Linked DNA regions of Triticum aestivum: region 1 is linked to region 2. The links are chromatin contacts, called in public Hi-C maps. All regions are on one chromosome and are shown on one strand. Each heading gives the region's core, a stretch centred on a gene start, on an enhancer-like site or on the middle of the called end of the contact. The rest is flanking DNA. Distances are from core to core; before and after follow the strand shown.

Region 1 (2,700 bases), core at 89-2,588, 510 kb after region 2:
CTTTCCGCAAAGCTATCCAACATGAGTTTTCGCAAAGCTTGTAGTTTCGCAACTCCCATCTTCTTTCCATCACTCCATGCAATCCTCCCCCCATTACTCTCTAGATCGAACGGTTTCAACCCCTTCATCAGGCCTTTCACACGATCCATCTGCTCCGTGGACAACTGGAATCAAAGACTCAGGAGAAGGGAACTAGGGTTTACCAGTGGTGTACGATTGTGCGCCCTAGCCGCACACCAAAGGCTTCTGTGGTGGATGGGTGACAAGATGTGGTCAGATGGCTACCCAATGTGGTGGTTGGGTTGCTGGGGGCTTAGATTTGCGGTGGTCGGGTTGCTGGGGGCTTAGATTTGCGGTAGACGGGCGTCAGCGCACACATCAGAAAATGGTGGAGAGAATCGCCTCTAGATCGCCTAACCATTCGCAAGAGAAAATTTAACTGTCACCCTTGGGATGCACCTCTCGCAAATCCATCAAAGTGTCAAGAACTAAACCTGAACATATTTAGGACATAATATAGGCATGTCTTCAAATACGGCTCCTCAGAGAGAGAGAGAGAAAGAGAGAGAGATGACAGACAGTGCCTTCAAATACTTGCCAAAACCGTCAGAGAGAGGGAGTGAGAGACGAGAGACAGTGTCTTCAAATACTTGCCAAAACCGTCACCGTCTACCGACTAACCAAGTGCCATTTTTCCTTTTTCTTTCTTTGAAACTAAGTGCCATTTTATTTGGATCTAAGCACCTGGGACTTTTTTTGTGTGGATAAGATAAGCACATGGGACTTCATCTTTCGTTTCAGAACGTTGCCTCGCTGTAATGCGTAGCAGCGAGCTGTTCAGTATTTCAGCCTTCACTTCTTGCACTGAATTAACTTGACTCTCTTCACATCAGCAAGTCAGACTGCACAGATACGTCACCGAGATATGACGGTCCAGTAAACTTGAAGCACACAGTACGTCATTTAAGGAACAACACTCTTTTATTGGATAGCTGATTGCCAGCACTAACCATCTCAGTTCTTCAGTTTTCCATCTCTCTCAAGACATTTACTGCTCGCTTCAGAAACGAAGCAACAACCGGATTATAAGTGCACATGCAAGTGCCGACTACTGAGCTTTCAGAGATCAGCTTGGATGCATTCAGCACCAAGATTGTCAACAAGATTTTCAGCAAGGTTCCTCCATTCCATTATCTTATCCTTCAATAATCCCCACAACTGTCGGTTAAGCCATAGCCATCCTGGCCCTCCACTAAATCTCATCGCACAATCCGCGCCTTTCTGCCAAAAGATACGGCCATAGCCAAGCACCAAACCCCGATATAATCCTGATCGGCCCATGGTGGAAATAGCAGGGAACAATTAGCCCTAGACCTTCGCCTCCGGATGCAAATTGCAGAGAAGAAAAGGTTATCTGAATCCAATCAAGCCCCATTCCATTCTTTCTTCAGTAAAGTGAAAGCATGATAAAAGCTGGTCAGTGAACGGCCGCTCTTAAGGCTATAAATACGGCCATGGAGGGAGTGCTCAGATTCCCCTTCTTCCCGCTCCTCCACTCTCTAGCCTCTGCCTCTCATCCTAATCCTGATAGTTTATGGGTGGTTGCTCCTCCCTCCCAGGCCGAGACTTCTCTACCTCCCTCTACTGTCTCCCACTGCTGTACTAAACTAGTAGTACTGGAGCCGGAGTTGCTGGACTGCCAGTACTGATACTGACAGGTTGCGTCTGCGTCTACGCTGTAATGACACTATATACCTCTCCTTGCCCTCGCCATTAGTGACCACCAGCACCAAGCCGAGCTGCATTGCTTCAAGAACAGAACATGGGAATCCAAAGAGTTTGCGTCGTCGTTGCTCTGCTTTGTATATGCCTGAGAGGTAATTCGATCGTCGTAGAAGAAATCGAGTGAAGTTGATTGTAGGAGGAGTTCTTGTAATGACGAGCTGAATTGACATCGTATTTGTGTTGTGTTTGCTTGGTGCAGAGGGTGGAGCTGTGACATTCACGTTCCTGAACCGGTGCACGGGGACGGTGTGGCCGGGCATCCTGTCCAACGCCGGGACGGCGAGGATCGAGCCCACGGGCTTCGCGCTCCCGCCCGGCGCGGCGCGCGCGCTGCCGTTCCCGACCGGCTGGTCAGGCCGGATGTGGGCGCGCACGGGCTGCGCGCAGGACGCGGCCGGGCGGTTCGCGTGCGCCACGGGCGACTGCGGCACCGGCACGCTGGAGTGCGCCGGCCGGGACGGGGCGACGCCCGCGACACTGGCGGAGTTCACGCTCGACGGCGGCGGGCACAACGACTTCTACGACGTGAGCCTCGTGGACGGCTACAACCTGCCGATCCTGGTGGAGCCCGCGGGGAGCAGCCCCACCGGCACGACGTGCGCCGCGGCGGGCTGCTCAGCGGACCTGAACCTGCGGTGCCCCACGGAGCTCCGGTCTGCGGGCGGCGGCGCGTGCCGGAGCGCGTGCGACGCGTTCGGCAAGCCGGAATACTGCTGCAGCGGCGCGTTCGCCAACCCCAACACCTGCCACCCCACAGCCTACTCGCAGGCGTTCAAGCTGGCGTGCCCGCGCTCCTACAGCTACGCCTTCGACGACCCCACCAGCACCTTCACCTGCGCCGGCGGCCGCGACTACACCATCACCTTCTGCCCCGTCGCCACCCCAAGGTCCATACTCCTGTCCATGCCCACCACG
Region 2 (2,700 bases), core at 188-2,687:
CGGCGGGAAACAACCGCGTGCGGTAAACGTTTGGGCGCGCGCGGGAGAAAGCTGTCGGTCGCACGATAAATTTGGCGCGCCGCTTCGTGCGCGCATATAAAATGCGGCGCTCGCCACGCGCTGCACCACACTGCCATGCGCGCATTTCCCCGCCTTCCTCGCCGCTTCCACCGCTTTCTCGCCGCTTCAGCGCCCCGCCACCACCGTGCCACCGGGGATCATCTGGCTACCGCGGCGTCCGCCAGCGCCCCTCCGACGCCTACTACGTCGAGATCCGTTCCGGTGAGGTCCGCCTCAGCCTCGGCACGTTCGAGACCGCGCACGAGGCCGCCCGCAAGTACGACGCGGCGACGTGGCGCCTAGGGAGGCCTCACACGCAGTTGAACTTTCACGACGTCTACACGCGCGAGCAGGCGCAGCGCGTCGCCCCTCTGCCTCGTCTAATTACAGACCAGGACCATGAGGACCACCGTCGGCTTTAGCGCCGCCTCCTCATCGCCGAGGAGGACGAGCGAGACATGGCGGAGTGGCGCCGGCGCCACCCGAAGGACGTCGCCACCGAGGACGCCTTCTGGGTGAAGACGACGGCAAGGCGCCACGCGGAGCGTGTCGAATAGGGGTCGACGCAAGGCACTAGCCATAATGCAGTGTGATATCGTCGAGGCAGGCGGGACGTCGTTCTTCTCCCCCGAAGATGACCGTTCGGAAGACATCTGGCTCGATACCTCGGACACCACCACCGATGATGAGGAGGAGGAGGAGGACGACGACTGGGAGTAGGTTCTAGTTGCACCATAGTTTTATTATCTAATTGCACCGTAGTTCTTTATCTATCTATGCTATGAACTATGTAAAATATCTTTGTACCGTTTTTTTATTATGCTATGAACTATGTATCATTTTTATCTATGAACAAAATATGTATGCACCGTTAAAAAAAGTGTTTGTGTGAGAGCGCGGCTACATTTTAGCGCGCTTGCCGAAGCTACGCGCGCAGTGCATTTTACCGCGTCTGCTGGAGCCAACGCTCCCCGCCACACATCGGCGCGCTGCAAACTGAATTTTAGCGCGCCGCTCGTTGAACGGCTGTTGGAGATGCTCTCATGGGTAATGACAAGTGAGCAGCTAGTACAACGCTCGAGTAGGAAGCATGCAGGTGCGCACAGTAGGAAACTTTTGATGTGAGCAGCGAATCGACTGACAGAAGTTTTTGGTCAGTCGGCTGACCGAAAAATGAAAATCAGTGAACTTACACCTAGCCTATCCTCAAGTAGTATGAACGCTGCGTTGCGTACCGGCTTGATCTTTTGGATGGAAAATCAGAGAATCGTGGTAGCCGCCGAAGCATGCGACACGGCAATGGTTTGACCCGCACACGCACAGTTCCGGCCCGCGCCGTATTTAAGCAGCAACGAGCAAGCAAATGAAACGGCAGATCATCACACAAATACTTCCCGTTCCCACGCACGCACGCGATGGCCACCTCCGCCGCGCCTGCGTCGCCGCACGCCCTCTTCCTCCCCTACCCGGCGCAGGGCCACGTCATCCCGTTCATGGAGCTCGCCCACCGCTTCCTCGACCGCGGCTTCGCCGTCACCTTCGTCAACACCAAGTTCAACCACCGCCGCGTCGTCGCAGCCGCCGGTGGCGCGGCGACGGCATACTCTTCAGCAGGAGGAGGACGGCTGCGTCTCGTTGCGGTCGAAGACGGGATGGACGACGCCGGGGACCACGAGAACCTCATCCTGCTCAACGCCGCCATGCAGGAGGCCATCCCGCCGCAGCTGGAGGCGCTTCTCGACGGCGAGGACGCGGCCGGCGAGGGGCTGGGAAAGGTGACATGTGTGGTGGTCGACTCCGGCATGTCGTGGGCGCTGGATGTTGTGAAGCGTCGGGGCCTCCCGTCGGCCGCGCTCTGGCCGGCGTCTGCGGCCGTGCTCTCGGTGCTGGTCAACGCCAAGAGACTGATACGCGATGGCGTCATCGATGACGACGGTAAGATAAGCAACGCAACTCGTGTTTGTATTCTCGTCAAAGTCGTTGCTGCAATTTATGGGCTTCACTGTAGGCCTCACATGCTCACATGTCGTTTGTCCAACAAACAGTTATCCAACGACAATCTGCATTCTGCCGAAAATTATTTCAACGTCTACAACAGTTTGAAAATGTTATGAAGAAATGCATCTATGGTCACCGCCCATTTACAAATCATATTATGCTAAAAATGATATTTCAGGAAGTGCAATCGTTGTCCCCATTGTGTTCGGTTGAGCTTCAAATCGCGTATTAAGTCATAATTCTACGCTGCAGGAGCACCCGTTAACTTGAAGAACAACTCATTCCATCTCAACGAGTCCACAGCGTCCATGGACGCGACCTTCCTCGCCTGGAATTACATGGGCAACCGTGACGCCGAGCGCCTGGTGTTCCACTACCTCACCTCCACCGCGCAGGCCGCCGCTGAGAAGGCCGACTTTCTCCTCTGCAACACATTCTCCGACATCGAGCCGGCCGTCTTCACCGGCCCCACGCCGGCTACCATCCTCCCAATCGGCCCGCTCCGCACATGGCAACGGCCGACGAGACATGCGCCCGTGGGGCACTTCTGGCACGCCGACGACGACGCCTGCACGTCCTTCCTGGACGGGCAACCCCGCGGATCCGTCGTGTACGTGGCGTTCGGAAGCATCAGCATCATGA

Evidence for each region. A called contact is a pair of places that touch in the nucleus more often than the background predicts.
Region 1: a Hi-C map of leaf shows a contact between it and region 2, with 3 times the contacts expected there. The contact joins the promoter of LOC123092786 here to the promoter of LOC123092785 in region 2. A contact is called at or near these places in 2 of 5 Hi-C or Micro-C datasets (both in leaf).

Annotation. Positions count from the first base shown.
Region 1 is chr4B:473,615,789-473,618,488 of IWGSC CS RefSeq v2.1, forward strand. LOC123092786 (thaumatin-like protein 1) reads left to right here and starts at 1,339. Exons shown (of 3, transcript XM_044514613.1): 1 at 1,339-1,877; 2 at 1,985-2,672. The coding sequence starts at 1,823.
Region 2 is chr4B:473,105,576-473,108,275 of IWGSC CS RefSeq v2.1, forward strand. It overlaps LOC123092785 (UDP-glycosyltransferase 83A1), which reads left to right and starts at 1,438. Exons shown (of 2, transcript XM_044514612.1): 1 at 1,438-1,995; 2 at 2,311-2,700. The coding sequence starts at 1,476.